2 separate regions of the Gossypium hirsutum genome follow, and region 2 is linked to region 1. A link is a contact called in public Hi-C data. All regions are on one chromosome and are shown on one strand. Each heading gives the region's core, a stretch centred on a gene start, on an enhancer-like site or on the middle of the called end of the contact. The rest is flanking DNA. Distances are from core to core; before and after follow the strand shown.

What was found. A called contact is a pair of places that touch in the nucleus more often than the background predicts.
Region 2: a Hi-C map of leaf shows a contact between it and region 1, with 2.9 times the contacts expected there. The contact joins the promoter of LOC107945928 here to the promoter of LOC107945873 in region 1. A contact is called at or near these places in 2 of 34 Hi-C or Micro-C datasets (both in leaf).

The regions. Positions count from the first base shown.
Region 1 is chrA06:91,677,173-91,681,528 of Gossypium_hirsutum_v2.1, forward strand. It overlaps LOC107945873 (secretory carrier-associated membrane protein 3), which reads left to right and starts at 2,395. Exons shown (of 13, transcript XM_016880030.2): 1 at 2,395-2,731; 2 at 3,139-3,201; 3 at 3,714-3,848; 4 at 3,943-4,005; 5 at 4,142-4,175. The coding sequence starts at 2,666.
Region 2 is chrA06:91,850,252-91,854,588 of Gossypium_hirsutum_v2.1, forward strand. It overlaps LOC107945928 (external alternative NAD(P)H-ubiquinone oxidoreductase B2, mitochondrial), which reads left to right and starts at 1,305. Exons shown (of 11, transcript XM_041115686.1): 1 at 1,305-1,610; 2 at 1,746-1,890; 3 at 2,524-2,845; 4 at 2,953-3,159; 5 at 3,292-3,542; 6 at 3,718-3,937; 7 at 4,026-4,130; 8 at 4,226-4,337. The coding sequence starts at 1,802.

The sequences.
Region 1 (4,356 bases), core at 1,145-3,644:
TATAGATAGTTGTTTGATAATGAGTAGCATGAGCATTATAATGTGTTTGGTACATGATACTTTGGTTGGTTTTAAATGAATAGAAATGACATGTTTTGGTTGATTTAAAGTGTGTTTATAGACTTGTGAATATGTGAAATGAGTTGGTATAGATACCTATATAAGTGCATGAAGAATAGGCTTAGGTTTGGTCATTTTTACACATACACAGCTTGGGACATGGACTGTCACACGGCCGTGTCTCGCACACGGGTAGCCCACACGGGTATGTGCCTTGAGCGTGTTAGATGCATGGTTCACATGAGCTGGCACACGAGCTAAGACACGAGCATGTCGCCCAAGTTAGTGAGTTACATGGGTGAGCACACTGTTGAGCACATGAGCGTGTAGGCTAGACACACGGCCGTGTGAGCCTTATAATGAAAAATTTCAATTTTTCCCTGAATGTTCTGATTTGGTCCTTGAATGTTCCTAACCTATTTTTAGGGCTTCGAAGGCTCGATTTAAAGTCGTAAATGTATGTTCTATTTCATTATGAATCATATATGTATTTATGAAATTTATTTTATAATTAGATGACAATTGATATGAAAAGTTCTGATATGTATAGTAATACTCCGTAACCCTATTCTGGCAATGGAAATGGGTTGTGGGTGTTACACTTTAACCCTAGGACAGAGGAGGAAAGTGCGCTCAGCTGGACGTGACTTCCCTTTCTATCTCTAAAATTGACCTATTTCCCTAATTTTTTTTAAAAAAAAGCCTAAAAGGCCAAATAAAAAAAATGACATATATTGTTAATTTAGTCAAATAATCTACAACATGTCTCGTTTCCATAATTAAATTTTTTGTATTATTCATGTAAAAAAAACCCGAAAATTGATTGTTTATGTTTTTTTAAGATTATTTTGATAGTCAAAATTTTTTGAATTGTATTACATTACTAAACAATGAGCATTTTTGTAATTTTATAATTAAATTGACGGCTTAGATAAAATTACAAATTATACTAAATTTATATTTACTTATTAAAAAAAAACTAAAAATGAGGTAGGTGTTTCATGCTTTTTAATTAAAAATATAAATAGATTAATTTAAAGAAAATTAATATATGAATATGAGTTTTATTTTCATATTTAAATCTTATTTAATTTTATTCTAAATATTAGTGCAAATAATAAATAATTTTGAATTCATACATAATTTTTTATTGAAATATTTTATGGGTGGTTGTTAGAGATGAAAGTGACTTTGGATGGGGTTGGCAGATTTTTGCCAAATCCACTCCTTCAAATGTTTCTAACAAATACCTATTTTAGAAGAGCCTTTTCGATTAAGAATCAAATTTAATATTAGTGTGGACTCAATATTTTATATTAAACTAAAATTTCAAATTATTTTTAAAATTTATTTGAATAAAAGTGAAGTGGTAATAAATTTATATTTTAATATTATTTAATGTGTATTTAAGCTTTGAATTTATAATTTTTTTATTTAAAAACTATATAAATGTGTGAAAAAAATGTTATCATAATAATATTAATTATAATCTAAAAACATGAGTATTTTTATAATTTTATAATTGAGTTGATGACCCAATCAAGTGTAACACTAACTTAATAAAATATTGGTTCTGATTATATATGCTTTTTTTTAATATAATTTTTGAAACTACCCGTAACCCCTTCCCAGCCTATAAATAGGAGAATAATTTACTTCATTCACGTGCTCCTATGTTACGACAATACACATGTCAATCGAGCTGAGACTCAACGACAACTTAATAAAATACTTAAATAATAGTAAATATTGATTTTATCATTTTATGGTTGAAGCCTTATTTTGAAATATATCCTTGAAACTTAAATTCATTTAAAGAAATTTAGCATTTAATAGAGTTTAATAAATTTTTTAAAAAAATACACTAAAAATATATTAGAATTTTTAAAAATTATTCTAATAACTAATAATTTCATTTTGTCAAAAACCAAAATATTTCCATATGCTCTCAAACCTGATTTAATTGTCTATTAGATGAGAAGAATGAAAGGAAAAAAAAAATAGTGCGTTCGATTAAGAAGAAAAGTGAAAAGAAAACAAATAAAAGTGATATCGTGTTTTATACTAATATATAAAAATAATGAAATAAAAAATAAATCTATTTTTCACTTATGTCAAAAAAGGGAGAAAAATTAAAAGTAATTTTCTTTCAAATTTTCCATCTCTCCCATCATGCACGCATATGAAAAAGAAAAATTATGTTATCTACACTTCTAATTTTCTGTATTTACACACTTGAAAATTAATTTAATAAAATATACTTAACCAAATAGAGAATAATGTTTTTTCCCGCTGTTTCGTCACAATATATTTATTATATTCAACAAAACTGACTGTTAACCGAAAAGTCCAACTTCTCATTCCCCCTCTCTATCTCTACCTCTTCTTCCCAAGGGAAACCACGTTTTCTCTCTCTAGAACTTCATTCATGACCCCAAATTTCCTTTGACCTTTCAGTTTTTCCATTCTCTTCTCCTCCAAGCTTCTTCTTCTTTTTCTCCTCTCTAGTTTTCATCTTCCTTGTATTATTCTCCCATTTTCAGTTTTAATTTATTGTTATAAGGTTTATATAGATCAAAAAAGAAAAAAAAAACTTAAAAAGGTGATGGCTGGTCGTTTCGATGAAAACCCGTTCGCTGAAGAAGGAGAAGAAGAAGTTAATCCTTTCTCGGTCAGTTTCTCTTTTCTCTCTCTTTCTTTGTTTCTGTTATTTGATGATGTTTTGGGTTGGGTTCATGCAGTTCAGTTTATGGTAGCCATAGCCAGCTCTTTAGCAGATTATAGGTTGACTTGTTTTTAACTCCCTGATTGCTTTGTTGGGTTTCAGTTTGATCTGAAATTCTTGGTTGAAATCGGTTATGGGAAGTATTTTACTTGGTTGTTGTGTGCTCCTTTCATTGACTTCATGTTTTCTTGTCACCGAACATGCATTTAACGAAGTAGCAAACTTATATAATCCTAGAGATGAAGACTATGATGCCTTGCTGGGTGTATTATCTGTCAATTCTAAGTTAGTTTACGGATGCTAGCAGACATCAGTTTTATTATGATTTTTTTCTTTTGAATAATTTCTACCAGGATCCAGCTGTGAGAGGGAAGGCATCTGGCCAGTCTAAATTTGGTGGAGGTCTATTTTCAAAGGTAACTAAATCCCTGTTTATAAAGTTTCAAGGGAATATTTAATTCAGAACTTAGTGTTCGATGTTAAAATGGCTACTGTCTTAGGACATATTTCCGACTAGAATGGATGTGAGATGTGAAATTTAGCTGTGGCTTTGCTTGTTTACGTACATGGATCCTAGGTAACTTATGCTATGTAAAACCATAACTTGAGGTGATGATGTTGTGCTAAACTACCACTATTTAATCTCTTGATCACACTGAAATTCCATATCTTTTGCTAATTTGCTAGGAATTCTATAGTAAAATCTTAGTGATTAACCTAGAAACTTACTTCTTTTTCTGATGCTGATAGTTTGAGCTAGCTTGCATATATCAAAGTTCTGAAAAAATAGGTTGCTTGTGGCTATATTGTCATGATTCCGTCATGTCTAATTTGACCTTTTAGTATTGCTTCTAAACATCAGTAAACTGGACCTTTTGCCTTGTAATAATACTTGCTTCTTGAACGCCTATTATCAATAAATTTTCAGAATGTTCCAAGTGCTCCACCTGCATCAAACTCAAGACTTTCACCACTACCTCCTGAACCTGCTGGTTTCAATTATGGTCATGAGGCAACAATTGACATCCCTCTTGATACAGCTTCAGGAGGATCAAGTTATCAGGTTAGTGAAGAGTGAAGACCAGTCTCTAAATGCCTTTTCCAATAGTTTTTTAAGCATTTGATCTCCCTGTTCTGGTTTTTCTGTTTAAATCTAGGATTTGAAGAAGAAGGAGAAGGAACTTCAGGCTAAGGAGGCTGAACTGAGAAGGCGGGAGCAGGTATATTGTGGAAGAAATTTTATAACTTAAGAGTTCATTCTTAATCTACAGAATCATAGATTTATTTTTGTTTCCCGCCGACACATTATAAATGATTTTATCCCACAATATTTACTGATAAGCTTATTCGATGCAGGAAGTGAGACGGAAAGAAGAGGCAGCAGCAAGAGGTACCTTTCATTACTTTTTTATAATTTGACTATTCACATAGAAAACATTGAGTTTGTTCATAGTTTCAAAATCTGTTCTAGACTACATTTCTTTTGCAAAAATATTTTGACCTGATTCTATTTCCTTTTATGGTCAGTTACTATTACATTTCTTCCATGAGCTAGAGTTTGACTTCCCTGT
Region 2 (4,337 bases), core at 55-2,554, 170 kb after region 1:
ACTCTAAAGTCCCGTGGTTTTTACCCTTAATTTAGAGGGGTTTTCCACGTAAAAATATCGGTGTCTCTATTTTTTTTGTTGTGGTTGCATTAGTTGATTTGTGGTTGATTAAGGTTGCTAGAGAACATATCTTGTGCTATTGTGCTTGCCATAATTTTTACAGGAGTTATAAGGAGAGAAAGAACACCGGTTGTGCTTTCGCTTTGTTTCGGTTGTTCGGTTTCTTCCCAACATATATAACTAAAATAAGTTGTTTTAATTTTTATAATTTAATTGGCTCACAATATAAAAATGAATTAAAAATAATATAAATTAGAATTTGAACATGAATATGAATCCATTGACAGGTTAAAATCCATATTTAAAACATTTGATACTTATATTGATTTTAGTATGTTAATGTTGATATTTTAAGAGTGGCCACCATACATTATTTATATTATTTACTTTTAAAAAAAATAAATTGGATTCCATAAATTATGGACCGCTTATTGATTACCAAAAGAGAACATGAAAAATATGCTTTGCGGCAAAGGAAAACATGGAGGTTGTCAGCAATGTTTGTGGTGTGTGTACAAAACAATGACGTAAAGCATGCTAATTGCCGACTTTATTACCACCTTCTATTTGACCACCTAACATTCTGCAATTAACAGCCTGTCCTTTATATGCTCATTCTGTATATGTACTTTTCTCTTCCAATATTACGCCTGCCTTTCTTTCTTTCTTTTTTTTTCCCGCCTTTAATTTTAGGAAGGCTTCATGATTTTATTTTATTTTGATTTCAGTGATTATTAAAATATTTTTTATTTCTTGATATTTAACACGTTTTATTTATGGTTCAAAGATTAAATTTTAATTTTTATTAAAAATTTAAAATTCTAATTAATTTGTTTTTTTAGTATATGTCATTATCATGAATTTTTAAAATGTCAATATAAGAGTTTTTTTAGACAGCCAATATAAAAAATTTAATTAATTAGAATTTTAAATTTTAAATTTTAAATTTTAAATTTTGAATTTTTAATAAAATAAAACTTTTAGAATAACAAGATTATGATTTGAGTGAATAAAATTTTATATATAAATAATTAATTCTAAAATAAAATGAAGCTTTTAATGAAATAATAAAGACAAAGAAAATTACTGTATTTTAAATTCAAATTCATATTTTTTAAAATTTTACATTATTTTAAATGACAAAAATACCCTTTATTGTTTTATAAAAAGAATTGATTGTTAAAAGGAAATCAATATATTACATATGATTTGTAATTTTTTTTTGGGGGGGGGGTGGGGTTCAAAACCCTAATTAGGTTCAACGGTCTATCCAAGAAAAAAACATGAATCATTGAAAAATCTCTTAAATTAAAGAAAGAGAATAAGAAAAAATAAATTCCGAGGATTGATGGATCCAACGGACACAGGTTTTTCACAGAGACGTAGCGGTCATAATGTAGTGACGGCGGCGCAATTAAGGATCCAGATACTATTTAATATTTAATTCATTAAAATATTTTGACCAAAAATTATATAATAATGATTCCATAAATATAGTAGCACATTGCCGCCTCTGCCTTGCTCTCCAAGTCATTGAAAAAGAAAGCGAGGTAGTAAAGACCTGGAACCATCGTGTGACAACGCCACGAACCTCGCGTTTCTCATCTACTCTTTTTCTTTTTTTTTCTTCTTCTGCCTTTTTGTATTTTTAATACGTAACCGCTTTCTCTGTGATTTTCCTCCAGTTTTCTTGGTTCATATAGGCTAAACAAGTAAAAGAACAGATCTACAGAGCACCAAGATGAGGAACTTCAACTTCTTCGGGAGACTATCCAGGGCTTTTAATGATTATCCTTCTCTTTCTAAGGTCATCGTCGTCTCTACTATCAGGTGCTTTTTTCATTCCTTCTTTCTTTCTTTTTTTCCCCCATTTTTTAAGCATTTTTCTTGTGTTTATAACTTTATATACAAATATTTTATTTGCTTTTTGGTTCTATGAAGTTGTTAAGCATGACCTGAGTGCCTCTTTGTGTTTCTATTTTTTTATTATCATAGATTTAGTTTCTTAATATTGATTTGTGGTTCATGCTGTTTTTTGTTTGTAGATTCTCTCTGCATTTAGATAGGCGATTGTTTTTAGGCCCATCTGATGAATGATGTTTTTTTTTTTTGAGATTTTGAGCTGAAATTTGGAATATTGAAATGCTCTGTCAGAAGTCTGAAGAACAGAGCAAATATGTTTTGAATTATAGGGAGGAAGAGAACTGTCATCTCTGCCTAAAGGCCGGTGTCAGTGAATTATGCACGCTAGGAAAATTGAAGCTTTATTTGCTTCTTTAAAATTGTAAAGGAAATGGGAAAAGATCTAAAAATTTGTCCTGTTTGAATGTATCTGCAAAGTTTAGGAGCTTGAGTGCGTAATTTATTAATTTCTCAAGATTAGTTAAAAACGAACTGTATGTTTGAAACTTTCCATTAAGCATTCTCCTTCAGCTCTAAGTCTATTGCATTTTTTTGGTGCAGTGGTGGGAGCCTTATAGCTTATGCTGAAGCAAACGCATTCAATGGCAGTAAGGGCCATATTGCTCATGCTGATGCGGTGGCATCTAATGATGACCGTCGAATTGCTTCATCTGAACAAGTTCCCAAGAAAAAGAAGGTGGTGCTGCTTGGAACTGGTTGGGGAGGAATGAGTTTCCTGAAGAGCCTGAATAACACTAATTTTGAGGTGCAGGTTGTTTCTCCTCGTAATTTCTTTGTGTTCACCCCATTGCTACCAAGTGTTACATGTGGCAAAGTAGAAGCCCGCAGCATTGTTGAGCCAATTCGCAACATCATCAGAAAGGTAATGTGGATTTGTCAATGAAAATAAGATCTTGTATATTGTGGAAATCAGAAAAAACCAATTCTAAATGAATTCTGATGATGGTTTCCTGTTTCATGCTTGAGCAGAAAAATGTGAACATCAGTTACTCTGAAGCTGAATGCGTAAAAATAGATCCCAATAATAAGAAAATTTACTGTCGCGCTACTATAGACAGCCATTCAAAGGGGGAAGAAGTGTTTGCGGTAGACTATGACTACCTTATTATAGCTGTGGGAGCTCAGGTTAACACCTTTAATACCCCTGGTGTCATGGAAAATTGCCATTTCCTAAAGGTAAGCTCTGTTTCCGTGCTTTATTTAGTATTGGGGAAACATGTGATAGAAACCATTTTCGCTTCTCTTAATACCATTATGTTTGTTTTGTTTTGTTTTCTTTCATTCTAAGCAGCAAGATTCTTTGGGCAGGAAATTGATGATGCTCAGAAGATTCGTAAGAATGTTATTGATTCCTTTGAGAAGGCAAGCTTACCAAATTTAAGTGATGAGGAGAGAAAAAAAATCCTTCACTTTGTTGTTGTTGGCGGTGGCCCAACTGGTGTGGAATTTGCAGCAGAACTTCATGACTTTGTCAATGAGGATGTGGTCAAGCTATATCCAAATGTCCAAGACTTGGTGAAAATAACACTTCTTGAGGCTACAGATCATATTTTGAACATGTAAGAATGTGAATGTCCAAATTCCCTTTAAAGATAAGTAGTCCTATGTTTTCCATCATCATCATTATCCTGATACCTGCTATCACTGAGAACTGAGAAGCTTTAGTGTTTATGTTAAGATATTTATTTCACAATCTGAAGTTATATGAAGCTTTTAAGGCGTTTTTCTTTTCAGGTTTGACAAAAGAATCACAAATTTCGCGGAACAGAAATTTGGAAGAGATGGCATTGATGTGAAATTGGGGTCAATGGTCACCGGCATAAATGAAAATGAAATATCTACAAAAGTTAGAGGTAATGGCGAAAAAACTTCAACGCCATATGGAATGGCTCTCTGGTCAACTGGCATTGGACCTCGTCCTCTCATAAAGGAGTTCATGAAGCAAATTGGTCAGGTAATATATATTTGGTCACTCATACCAATTAGTTTGCACAACTCGTCTAACTATACTCTCTGAGCCACCATGAATTCTGTTGTAAAAGGGTAATAGGCGTGCTTTAGCAACGGATGAATGGCTGCGAGTTGAGGGATTTGGTAACATTTATGCACTTGGCGACTGTGCTACTGTTAACCAGCGGAAAGTCATGGTACCTATTTGTAATGTTTTGCTATTTCTTAATGATTTTTGGTTATTGCTAGTATTGATATTTCTTTGTTCCTTGTAATTTCCAATAAATTTTAGGAAGATATATCAGAAATATTTAGAAAGGCAGACAAGGACAACTCGGGAACACTTACAGTGAAAGAATTTCAAGAGATCATTGATGATATCTGTGAAAGATACCCTCAAGTGG